Regions from separate parts of the Mus musculus genome. Here region 2 is linked to region 1. Evidence: chromatin contacts called from public Hi-C data. All regions are on one chromosome and are shown on one strand. The core of a region is the stretch at or near the end of the contact, and the rest is flanking DNA. Distances in the headings are between cores, read along the strand shown.

The links. A called contact is a pair of places that touch in the nucleus more often than the background predicts.
Region 2: a contact with region 1 is called in a Hi-C map of nephron progenitors, with 2.0 times the contacts expected there. The contact joins two enhancer-like sites. A contact is called at or near these places in 3 of 484 Hi-C or Micro-C datasets (CD8 T cells and nephron progenitors) and 3 of 115 datasets of contacts at active chromatin or transcription factors (embryonic basal ganglia, embryonic hindbrain and forebrain).

Annotation. Positions count from the first base shown.
Region 1 is chr13:28,543,328-28,546,446 of GRCm38.p6, reverse strand. The region is part of intron 7 of 2610307P16Rik (RIKEN cDNA 2610307P16 gene); the gene reads left to right. Among named protein-coding and RNA genes, the nearest start is that of Gm40841, 120 kb to the right of the region's middle. Within about 2 kb of position 1,841, at least 77 of the 459 cell types and tissues checked have an H3K27ac peak or open chromatin away from gene starts, as enhancers often do.
Region 2 is chr13:28,780,881-28,784,157 of GRCm38.p6, reverse strand. All of the region lies in intron 2 of 2610307P16Rik (RIKEN cDNA 2610307P16 gene), which reads left to right. Among named protein-coding and RNA genes, the nearest start is that of Mir6368, 72 kb to the right of the region's middle. Within about 2 kb of position 1,492, at least 53 of the 459 cell types and tissues checked have an H3K27ac peak or open chromatin away from gene starts, as enhancers often do.

The DNA of each region.
Region 1 (3,119 bases), core at 592-3,091:
CTATGTGTAGGAAACTGTAAGTAAAGAGACCAGGTGAGAGAAAGAATAAACTTACTTGGAGTTTAAACTCCAAGTTTTCCATCTGGTGTAGTCAACCATGGTCTGAAAATATTGTTGTTGTGCAGTGAGGAATTAAGATCCTTTGAGATGGGAGGAGGGGGGAACTGAAGCAAAGAAAAGGAGGGGGACAGGCATTCCTAAAAGTAATATTCTGAAATAAAATGTATTTGTTCTAATTTATCCATTATTGTTAATCTCTTACTATGCTAACTCAAAGTTAAATGTTGTCATAGGAATGTACATATAGGAACAGCTTGGTGTGTGCACAGAGTGTGTGTACTTATAGGAAAAGCATAGTGTATATACCGAATGGGTGTGTACAGATAGGAAAATCATAGTGTGTATACAGAGGGGTGTGTACAGATAGGAATAGCATGATGTGTGCACAGAGTAGAAGTGTACATACAGGAAAAGAATGGTATGTGCATAGAGTGGGTATGTCTAAATAGGAACAGAATGATGTTTGCACACAGTGGGTGTATACATATAGGAGCAGGATGGTGTGTGCACACAGTGGGTATATACATTTAGGAGGAGCATGGTGTGTGCACACAGTGGGCAAGCACATATAGGAAAAGCATGACTGCACAGGGTGCAATATTGTGCATGGTTCACTATCACCTGGAATATTTGTGCTTATCTCATGCTGATAAGGGGTTCTGTAGCAACCAAAATTCATTGAATTTGCCTGGATGTGCAGTGCCACTGTGAACTGCAGTGGCTGAAGCTACAGAGGAGTAGCTGGTGCAGTAAATCAGACTCTGGGGTGGGCATATCCTAGGGCACCACGAGGAGCTGTCTGAAAGGCAGAGGGTGGCCTCCGGGTGCCAGTCAGGTGTGGTGAGACACATTCCATTGGTGCATTGGAAAGGACAGGCTGATCACAGCAGGGCCTGTCACAGTCTGCTGAAGCAGGACCTGTAACCCAAGTAGCAGGAGGAACTTTTATTCAGCCTGTGGAGTGATGCTGTGAAGGAATTGAAACCCTTCAAGAGCAGAGCTAAAAACAGTGGGGGGAGAGGAAGTGTAATTTGCTGTCTTCCAGTTTCCTTCAGATCCCGCCTGCTGCTGACCTGTTAACCATCTCAGAGCCTGGGCCCCACATAGACTGGGCATCCCCACAAATCAAGGCAAGCTTTGATTTCATTAAAATTGTATGCCCTTTTCCCTTCTGCTAATCCAACTCTTGGGCCTTAAAAACAAGCTGCTTTTTTTTCTTTAAGTTTTGAATAATTCTAGTGTTTACACAACCAAAATTTAGTATAAAATTTTAAATTCCTGAAACACAAAATGTAGCTCAGGATCCTTTCCTAGTGGCCTGAGAGTACAAATCAAACACACACTCAAAGGTAAGGCAAAGAAGCTTCCAGAAAGCGGAAATACTTCTGTCAAGTAGGCACCTAGTATCAAAGTGGGTCAAAATAGCTCAATGTGTGGACGGGCATAGCTGAATCTTTGCTTACACACTTTCCCCTAGCCCTTTCTACATAACACTTTCAAGAAACTCCTCTGAGAGATCATGCCATCTTCCAGCAAAAGGTGGTGAGTGGACTTCAGTAGGCACTGATGGGAAAGAATCCAGTGCTAAGGGTGTGGGTAGACCTCATGCAGACCCAGGTCCGCCCAGTCACTCGATAACCCTGAACTTGGCTGCCTCACTCTTTGCTGAGGTCCCTCAGGTGGCCTCATTGTTTTTATTACCATGGTAGAAAGAGTATGTGAAGCCTTGCCTGGCTGGCAGTCTCGTTGCCATGGAAACCTCCATTCCACACACCTGATTCACACATCACGCTCCGCTAAATCCAGACAGAGGTCACAGACTGGCATTTGCCCTTTGTCTCCCCTTCTTGTGTTTTCCAGGCACTGAATGGATAGAAAGAGATGGGCAGTCAGCAGCCTTGCAAGAAAGCTTTGCTGTGAAGAAGTTTGTGAATTCCAGAAAAAAAAAAAAAAAAAAGACTGGTAGCTGTGAAGGGCAAAACGGGGGGGGGGGGGGGGGGAGGGGCGGGGGGGTTTGCTGGGGAAGACTGTGTACATCGAAGCTTCTCCTTGCAGGCAGCCTCTGTCCTGGGTTGCATCTGAAAGTGATTTTCTGGGTTCCCGGGTGAGCGTGGAAATGAGTCTAGCAGATTCCGGAGCTTTGGCTCCTTGGGGGGTTTTCTGTCCCATTTCACTGAGTTGCCTGATAACCTCAGCGCCAGGGTGTGTGCGTCAGGATTGCAATGTGGGCTGAGGCGCACATTAGCCACAGCTGTCTATTAAGAACCAAACGATCTGATGATCCGTCTCAGAGCCTGGTTTTTCTTTGTGTCATCTATAATATTTTAGAAGGCAGACGCCATCTGTAGGATGTTCTTTTTCAGGAAAGTTACTGTGTTTGAAGAAGGCTTCCAGTTTTCCTGGGATGGTGATTATTAGTTTTTGCTTGTGTTACTCATTTGATAGATTTAGAGAAAAAGAGATGATAAAAAAATCAGATCATGAGCCTTTCTCTGTGAGAATTTCTTCTTTGTGCTTTGATTCGTAATCTTTTGATTCTTATTTGTTTAGGTAGCACAGGGCATTGAACATACTAGGCAAATGTTCAATTACTCAACCATATCCCCAGTCCTTGATTTTTTTGTTCCTAAGGTTAGATTTTAAAGACAACTTTAAAGAGAATCAAAAAGGGCATTCACAGGACATGACATCAGTCGCCACACACTGGGGTTCAGGTATCATGTGTGATTTATGGGGTATCTCAGCAGAGTCATAGCAGGGGTCTCTGCGTGTGTTCATCTCTGCTGACTTACTTCCCTTTCCTCTCATTGATTAATGCCCCTCCATTTTGGTCAGCCTCTGTTGACAAAGTACCCTCTAGCTTCAGCAGTACGCCGGACCTGGGTTTCAAATATCACTTCCCTATATCCTTGAGCACACTACTTTTATTTTATTAAATTTGGTTTATTAGTGTGTGTAGGAAAATATTGCTGTGACAGTAATCATAAACTTTAGTGTCAGTGTAGTGCTGCTCTGTATCCAGGATGAATCCTGTTATGCTAGATTATTCCAGAAACAGC
Region 2 (3,277 bases), core at 243-2,742, 240 kb before region 1:
GAGGAGGTAGAGACATGAAGAGCCACTGGGCTCGCTGGTTAATCAGCGTAGCCAAATTTATATGCTCCTGGCTTAGTGAGAGACTTTATCTCAAAAAATGAGATAGGAAAAGATGGAGGAAGAGATCCAACCTCTGGTCTGCACATCCACACCCACACATAAACATAGGCACCTGTGTATATATGTTCACACTTCCGTAAAAATGCATGAGACAGTGTATTGAGGATTGGGGACAATGAGATTGTTGCAAAGAGAATTTTCTCTGACAGGCTCTAGAGAACCTTCTTGCTTCCCATGCTGGGAAAGGTTAGGCTGGACCTCTGTTTGTGGGCATGCGCTTTGCTTTGCTTTGTTAATCTTATGCCAGAAGACGCAGGAGCGCATGGTGACCTTGTGTGGAAATGGTTATTCACCTTCACTGATAAAGGGTAGGTCACAATGGAAGCAGAAAAAGAGCAAAACCAGAATGTGACAGAATAGCCAATCAAGAGCCTCCTCAGTCATGCCCTCAAATAGAAGAATTCTCCCAATTATTAATTGAAAGTTATATGCTTAATGTGTTAGATCAGTGGGCTAGAATTAGTCATTTACATCTCGATCTATCACTGAAGCTGACCAGTGACCTGAGACAAGTTATTAACATTCTTTATATTCCAATTTTCTCACCATATTCTCCCAGCATGGGAGATTGTTTACAAAATGCACCAAGTTCTAGGGGGAAAGAGGCCTTATTACAACAGTGCCATGCTGTACGTCTGCTTGGTGTAACGCGTTTCAATTATATCATTGATACTGTTTAGAATTTCTCAACTTAAGGACATTTTTGATCAAACAGGATTCTGAGTGGCTTTCCTGGGAGATGGTCTTTGAAAGTGTGGCAACTCTTTCAAATATCAGTTTAGTATCTGTCCACCAAGGGAGTGTGAAAAGTATATACTATTCAGGGATATCATTCCTGTTTCCTTGCTCAATATGATATCTGGAATATATTGAAGATGCGTTGGCCTCACCTATTTATAAAGGGCTGGAACGGTTTAGATGGGCGCCATCCCGGGGCCAGTGATGCGGTTTCTGTGGAGTCCTCTGAACAGGCTTTTCTGAAAAGAATACATTAGGTCTGTCAGAATGATTCTTTTCAGGGGATGACGCCTTGCAGATGCCCTTTGTTGAGGGAGAACGGATTAGCCTGCAAGGCTTTTCTGATCTTCAGGAAGACAGAAAATTTCAAACATTCTTCTGCCATTTGAACTTCCCTGTAAGAAACTCTCAGATATTTTTCATTTTTAACACTACAATAATCATGAGCTTCTTGCATTTTAAAATACAGAGATGGGCATATCTTGTAAAATTAACTTCTTATATACTCACTTATCAGTAGGAAGGCTGCACCAAACCCCAGTTTAGTTCCTAATTTGTGGTTAATAATCTTTGCACTTGAACATTGTGGCCCAGTCATTCCAGGACGTAATTGGGCACACACATGCACACACACACACACACAGACACATGCGCACACATACACATGTCAGTAGCACATGGTTCAGATATTTATTGATCTATGTTTAACTGTCTTCAATAAGAGGACGTGCTATTTCAAGGTTGGGGGGGGGGCTACCACCAAATAAATAAAAATAGCACTAAATGAACTGGGAACATGGAAGGCATTCCTCAAAAGGCCTGGATTCACTGGCTTAGAAATCCACTTCCTGCTTTCACCACAGACAGTGTCAGAGTGTGAAAGAAACCCCCTTTGATTTATGGTGGCTTATACTACATGTCGCTCTTTGTCCCCAGAGCCACAGACCTGCTGTTTTATAGGGCATGAACCTTTCTGGTGGTCAACGTTTTAAAGCCAGACAATCATCTTGTTGAGAAGTTCCTTAAAAGATGAAATCCAGTCTCACGGCTTGGGTTTGCACAGTGTCTCACAGAGGGATGCATGTTGACAGGCCCCCATAAATGCCTTTGTTGTTGCTGCTGCTGAATAGAGGACGGAAGGGTGAGGATTGCCTGCCCTGGGGAGCGGAGTTGCCAGTGATGGATAGGAGGAGAGCTACTGGATTCAGAGGGGGAAGATAGGTGGGTGAACATATTCTGCTAGATGCTACTGCTGCGCTTTAAGAAAAAGGAAAAAATGGCAGACATCATCTGCCCTTTGTGTCCTGGCCCTCTGCTAGGAGACATTCAGGTGTCTGAGGTAGTCACTGTGAACAGAGTGCAGACTTCATTTGTGGCCCTATTCTCTGAGTCCATCTCCCCCTCATTCACCCGCCCTTTTTCTTTTCCCTCTGCCTCCTTGGCGCCCTCTTCCTTCCTCGGCCTGTTTCTTATATACAGTCCCCAGTCTCCCTCTTCTCCTTCCTGTAACTGAAAACCATTCAAGGAGGTGGGATTACTTCAATGTCTCACTCGTGAGCCCAGCTGAAGCTAACCTAGAGAGAGGAAGGAAGGGCACATTTGGTTTTTTGAGACAAGGTTTCCTGTGCCTCAGACTGCCATGTGGATGGAGATGATCTTGGATCCAATCCTCCTGCCTCTACCTCCTGGGTGCTGGGGATTATAGCTGTGTACTACCTATCAGGTCTGGCTACAAAAAAAAACAAACAAACAAACAAAAACCCGTTTTTTAAATTTTCATATGCGTTATCTTATAAAGATAATGGATTGTAGTTTAAATAGAACATTCTATCTATGGAATCCGTGCCACCGTCAGTGGTATTGACACTTGCTTATTAGTAGTACTCCTTATAATATATTTACTTACTGTCTTCTTGCTGAGGAAAATGTCTTAGTTTGGGGAAAATCTGAGAATAGAATCCTGAAAGGAAATGAGAAATATTTTATTCTGGAACCATATGTGTGTGTACTTCTGGTCTGGGGACACATCTTCAGGTTACCCCCAATTCCATGTTCCGGTGTGGCAGGAGTTTTACGAGGGTTCTATAGTAATAGAGCAAAGAAAGTCATAAGCCAAGACACTTTTCATTTCCATTGGAAGGTATGTCAGGTGAGTAGCTCACAGTGAAGGGAGGATGATAGAGTCAACACAGAGAAGCTATTGGAGGGGGCTAAAAGTGCTCAGCTTAGTCCAAGACTGTTTGTAGTTAGAATCTGCTGCATTGCACCTTCTACACATTGACTGAGATTCTAAGCAGTTAATCAACCTTATAGAACCTTCAATGGGAGAAGCGACTTCTCCCTGGGAACTTCCCATCATACCGAGTCTTGCAGTAACATGGGAAGTTAAGGCTTAGCTCAGGTATGATTTTGCAATGGA